Regions from separate parts of the Mus musculus genome. Here region 1 is linked to region 2. Evidence: chromatin contacts called from public HiChIP or PLAC-seq data. All regions are on one chromosome and are shown on one strand. Each heading gives the region's core, a stretch centred on a gene start, on an enhancer-like site or on the middle of the called end of the contact. The rest is flanking DNA. Distances are from core to core; before and after follow the strand shown.

The links. HiChIP or PLAC-seq counts read pairs in DNA pulled down with a chosen protein or histone mark.
Region 1: an H3K27ac HiChIP or PLAC-seq map of embryonic stem cells shows a contact between it and region 2, with 4 times the contacts expected there. The contact joins two enhancer-like sites.

The regions. Positions count from the first base shown.
Region 1 is chr1:7,204,715-7,207,789 of GRCm38.p6, reverse strand. No RefSeq gene overlaps it. Among named protein-coding and RNA genes, the nearest start is that of Gm23274, 60 kb to the left of the region's middle. Within about 2 kb of position 1,314, at least 98 of the 459 cell types and tissues checked have an H3K27ac peak or open chromatin away from gene starts, as enhancers often do. A contact at or near this core is called in embryonic stem cells, where this site is marked.
Region 2 is chr1:6,280,809-6,283,751 of GRCm38.p6, reverse strand. No RefSeq gene overlaps it. Among named protein-coding and RNA genes, the nearest start is that of 4732440D04Rik, 66 kb to the right of the region's middle. Within about 2 kb of position 1,266, at least 19 of the 459 cell types and tissues checked have an H3K27ac peak or open chromatin away from gene starts, as enhancers often do. A contact at or near this core is called in embryonic stem cells, where this site is marked.

The DNA of each region.
Region 1 (3,075 bases), core at 65-2,564, 920 kb before region 2:
GGAGGAGACAAGTGATGATCCAGTCTCTGTCCTGGCAGTTATGTCTGTTGTTACAATTTCAGTAGAATCTACATCAGGAACTGCTGCAGCTCCTATGGGGTGAGTTGTATGGTCATAAGCTTTTTCCCAAACACACTGACAGGTTATTTCTTTGAAGCCTGTGAAATGAACCAATTTAAACCTAATTAGATTATATTAAAGGTAGGTTTATTGGGAAGCTGTTCCCTGGCTCCAAAGACCAAGGCCAAAGAAGTCGCCATGGGGAAGAGGAGGAGGGGAGGGAGAGAGAAGGAGAGAAAGAGTGTGAACTCAGAAAAAAGAGAAGAGAGGAGAAAGAGGAGGGAAGAGGGAGGAGGGGAAGAGAAAGGAGGGGGAGGGAGTGCAAGCGCCCTGAATGTCTAGATTTTATAGGGAGGAGCCTCAGAGGAAAGGGCAGCCTAGCCCTTGGGCTGGAAAGTTCTGAGTTGGGGGCAGGGTGTGCTAAGTAGAGGCCGGCCTTGAAGGAAGAACCTGGAGGCCAGGTCTGCTTTGATATGTAAAATATGCACAGCAGTCCTTTGTCCCAGGTTCCTGGAGGAGGAGGAGGAGGAGGAGGAGGAGGAGGAGGAGGAGGAGGAGGGGGAGGAGGAGGAGGAGGAGGAGGAGGTTAATAGAAAGGAGTATATAGAGGACAAAGAAGGTAATGCTATAGGGCAAATTCATCAAAAGAGAACAGGACACAGGAAAGGAACAGACCTATCCACGCCAGTCACTTTCCCAAGGGTTAGAATTGGGGCAAAGGCAGTCTCTCACAAAAATGAGTATGGAAACGACTGAAAGAAGGGGAGCTGCCGTCAGATTCTAAAGGAGACATTGACAAGGAGTTGCAGATAGGGTGGGCAGGGACAGCAGGGACTACAGTGATCCTTTTGAGTGGCAGCCACAGTGAGCCTTTTGAGTGGCAGCAGCAAGAGAGAGAGGAGGAGGTTGTGCAGATTGATGCAATCTGAACAAACTCCCCGAGCAGTCGGAAGGGGTGGGGCTTCGGGACTGAGGAAAGTGGAGAGTGGCAGGAAAGGGCCAAAACAGCAGAGGAGATAGGTGGAAGATTTGTTTGGGTAACTTTGCTAAGGGCGGTTGGAGAGGCAGAACCCACCTTGCTTATCGAGCACCAGAGACTTGGAGAGGAATTCAGGTTTGGAGAGGGAATCGGAAAAGGAAGCAATCTGGTTTCAGAGCTGGCGGTAAAAGCAGGCGGTTGCTGTTAACAACTGAAGGTGGCAGTGGGGCATTTTATAGCAGCAAGGGACCTGACTGGCCATGGTCATGGAGATTGGAAAGAGGGATGTGGGCGTGGCCTGCATTGATAGCTCAAAATGATCTGGCCTGAGAGGTGTGATCTGTAGCTCCAGTGCCTCAGAGGAAGAGAAGTGGCCACACAGTTACTGCTATGCCTGTGGAGGTTTCAAGCCACCGGCGGTGGAGCACAAGGCTTTACTCAGATCGCAGCGCAACACCTGTTGTAGGGCAGGGCTGGCTGTACTGACAGTGCACTCTCACTCACTGTAGGAACAGGGCTAGCCAGAGGTAATTTGCTGTTGAGGATTAGGGTTGGGCGGGGTGCAAAGTGCCCAGCAGTCAGCCACGGTGTTCCTACAGATCTGTGGCAGAAGTTTGAATGGCCCGAAAGCAGAAAGTGCAAGGGGAAAGTTTGGAGCTGTGATTAGAAGCAGGCAAGACTGTCAAGGAGGAGGGGACAGATGGAGGCATAGGACATCTAGGAAAGGGGAAGACAGACAGGTAGAAATGTGGGATGTCTCAAAGAGAGAAAAGAGCTATTTCTCCTTGTTTCTAACCTTATGTCCATAAAAGTGTAAAGGTTTTCATTTTATTTGGTTCTTAGGGAGTATGAGAGTTATTTCCAAGTGATAAGATAGATACATCAGTAATTTTGAGTGTGTGTTGGAGTTTTCAAATGGAAAGAATAGATTCCCTATACTAATAGTGACCTTGGGCCAGGCTCCTAGTAATAGACAATGCAGAGCCTGAACCAACTGTCTTCTGTAAACAGGCTAGACTCCTACTGGTAGGACTGGGACAGTAACCCAGCCCTAAAATCTATGACCCACTCCTTCCCCGCCTGCAAGATGCACTGAAACAATGGTGAAGCAGGGCTTTTGGATGTGCCCAGCCAATGACGACTGGTCAACACCACAAGAGGTAACCCATGCCTCACAGTATCTGGATAGCCTGGAACCAGAAGCTGGATAGCACAGAGACTAAAGATAGAATCAAACGCAACTGACAAAAGAAAAATAAAATTCCTAATGATATTTTGCTATACTTAGCCTAGCCCAAACATCATCAGAGAGAGTTAATCCAGCAACTGATATAAGCAAATGTAGGGACCCATAGCCAAACATTAGGCAGAGCTCAGGGAACACAGCAGAAGGGGGTGGAGATGGGGGTGGGGTTGTATGAGCCAGAGAGGAAAAGGACACCAAAAGAACACACTTCCTACGTAATCAATTAAGTGGATTGCCTTGTCCAGCCTTGAGATAAGGATTTGTGCCAAGTTTTATTTGAACTTGTTATGTCATGATCAGTTGATATCCTTGGGATGCCTGTTCTTTTCTGAAGGGAAATGGAAGAGGAATGGATCTGAGGGAGAGAGAATGAGGACAGAGGGGATTGGGAGGAATGGACAGGGAAGAAAGTTTAGTTACGATGTAATGTATAAGAGAAGAATGAATATTTTAAAAGGGCAGAAAAGAAAGCAGGCTGAGTAAGCCATGATAAGCAAGCCAATAATCAATCCCCTTCTCTGGCTTCTGCACCCTATGTATTACTGCCACCAGATGGCGCTATGATAGAAGTAGAAACCATAGGCATTCAGGCAACTTGTTCATGTAACTTACTCATAACTTCGTGACCTGCTCTGGTCCAATCATACATCTCTCCAGATTTCAAATAGACTCACTTAACACAAGTCTTTCTTGGTCGTGGTAGGAGCTAATTGCAATAATTTATCCTTTACCTTAGAAGGGATATTTCTGCATGTCCCACACTACTGAACTCATAAGAATTTCATTGAGG
Region 2 (2,943 bases), core at 17-2,516:
TTCAAGGAAGGTGATGATGAAGTTTGGTAATGGGCACCGATGCTGTGGGATCTCTGATAAGCCTAGCCAAGGTAAAGGATGGGATCCTAATGGGAACTGGAAGTGGCTGACTGCAGGTTCTCGTCAACTCAGCTTCTGTGTGGCCTTCAGTGTGTGTCCTGATCTTTAGACATTAACATCTTTGTGTTTTGTCCTATAATGTGTGAATGGTTTACCGTGTTTGCTCTTACCCAGAATATTCCTTAAAGCAAAATGTTTATTTCTTTCAAGTACAAAGTCTGGTCAGAAAATCAAGTTTCTTGTAAGTGTAGGATTTATCTGAGCAGCTCAAATTATCATGAGAAGCCCATGGAGAAGACATTGTCACTCTGTCATTTTCCATGACTCATGAACCATGTCCTTTACAAGAAATGGTTGTTTTCTTAATCATGAAAATCACTGTCGATTCCAGTAACACCCACTGTGGTTTGCTACTACAGTGAACTTTGTAGGGTTGTTTTATTTTTTTTGTAGGTATTCATGTGTACTTGTGTGTACAAGTGGCATACTTTAATATGAACATGAATATGGATGTTGAAGATACATCACACGTCCTCCTCAGTTGCTTTCCACTTTATTTTTAATCAGGTCTCTTACTGAAGCTGCCTCACTGACTCAGCTAGTCAGGCTGGCAATAAACTTCCGGGATGCTACAGTCTGTGTCCAGCACTGGGATTACAGGTATTTGCTGCTATGCCTGTCTTTGTTGTTGTTGTTGCTGCTGCTGCTGTTGTTTTGTTTTTGTTTTTATTTTTGACATGGGTATTTGAGATCTGAACTCAGTTCCTCATATGTGGCAAACACTGTATCAAGTGAACCATCTCCTCAGCTGTTGTCTCCGGCCAGCAGATCACAGGTCTGGGTTCTAGCCTGGAGAGGCATTCTGGAAACCTGGAAGAGAAGAGGGGCTAGGCGGCGAGATAAAGACGGAACCAAGACAAGGCTCTGCTCAAGGTTCAATTTTACTTCTCCGACACTCCATTATGAAGGAAGCGGAGGGGCCGACTCCCGCCAAATAATCTTGGAGTAAGGTTGCAGGTGAACACGTGATGGCTTCAGAACAGCAAAGCGGCAGGCTCCAGCAGTGGGCGTGGCAGAAGGATTGAGCGGCAAGCTCCACCCCTGAGCAAGCAGGTTTCAGGCTGGGGGAGGGGAGACTACACTCAGCCCCTTTCTTTGTGGGCTTGTCTGTTAATTTTAACAATGGGATCTGAGTACCCTAGGTTGAATTTGAATGTGGTTTTCTACTTGCTTCAGCCTCCAGAGTGCTGTGATCAGAGGTAGATACTCCCACTTCTGGTTTACAGTAATCTTGAATACGTGATCTTCCATCTTGTAGTTATATTTGGGACTCAGTCAGAATAAATGTTTTATATTTCCCTGCACATGAGCACTAAAAAGTCACTTTAATGTCAGGCATTATTTAATGGGAATTTTCTAAATATCATTCTAATATGCTTTTACTGTCAGCATCTGTACTTATAAAATAGAAATGCTATAAGCTGTTAAAAGTGCTCAAAATTCAAGATATGTATAAATAATCTGGGCCACTCCCAATTCCATGTGGATTTATTATATTTAAAAATATGCATGAAGAATATACTCAGAAAGCCAGATAACCTCTCTACCTGGGAAAAAGAAGTGAAAAAAAAAAGTGGATAAGTAACTGGCAAACTGGAGGAGCGGCCTATGGTGGTGCCGCTTCTAAAAGAATGAGCAGCTCAGCCAAGACCAAGGCTTGTCAGAGGCAGAGGGTCCAGAAGAAGGGCCATGAGACAGGTAGAGAAAGATGAAGGTCTCCGTAAGTAGGAGTTGCCAAGGGAGTTCTCCATAAGGACAGATAGCTACAGCAAAGCAAGCCAGGGAGAGACTAAATACCAGTAAGTTGGGGCATGTGGCTGGGAAGTAGTTAGGTAAGCATAGAGGGTTAGAAAAATTAGTCAATTGTGCTTAAAGCTTGTTGAATAAATATTTCAATAGGTCTCAGACTCAATTATTTGGGAGCTAGCCAGGTTAGAAAAAACTTTTAAGCTTCATCCAATATCTACTTTCCAACAGGGATACAGAATTTATTAATATTTTTCATAGCAACCTATTACTTACAAGTGTGGTGTACATTTATAAAAAAATAACAAAATTAATACATGAATACTTACTCATGAGAGTATTCAGAAAACTAAACATATTTGTAGATTGTAATAGCTCTTTCTATAAAAGTGATAAAAGTGATGACTATTTCTTGAATACAACCATGTCCTTTCAATTTATTACATACACAATAATGTTACATGCTGAACCTGAAATATCCTCTGAAGGATCAAATTTTGAACACTTGGGCCCAGATATTTTGGGAGAGTTCTGTACGTAGACTTTGTCAAGTAGAAATGAGCTGAAAGTGGTGAGTTCCTGGAGGAAAGTTCTCAGGGACATGTTATCCCTGCCCCTTTCATGCTTCACTCTGTTTCTTGGTCAGCTTAATATGAACAACTTTACCAACATATTCTTGCTTTTATGATCTGAGTTTCTCCTACCATGAAGACGGGAGTCAAAAGAATTCTGTCAGGCATTCTGTTACTGCATTGCAAAAGGTCAATAAATCCTACCTAGCTCTTGATGTTCTGGCCTAAACACTGTAGCTAGTTTATGACGTAAGATTGTAATGGTCTCAGTAGACAGTGGCTATGCTGACTTTTGTAGCAGTGAGGGGTATGTATGTTTCTAGTCACTACTGGTTAATGTGGAGGTCTGTTGGCAAACCAGGACCTAGAACTGGAAGAGGATCTGCTACTCCCAGCCTATGTGGGCTTATTAGGGCTGGATTGATGATTAAATGCATGATCAAATGCAAAGTGCATTTCTTAATGTTCTTATTTAGAAGGGCACTGTTCTAGAACATGTCACTGT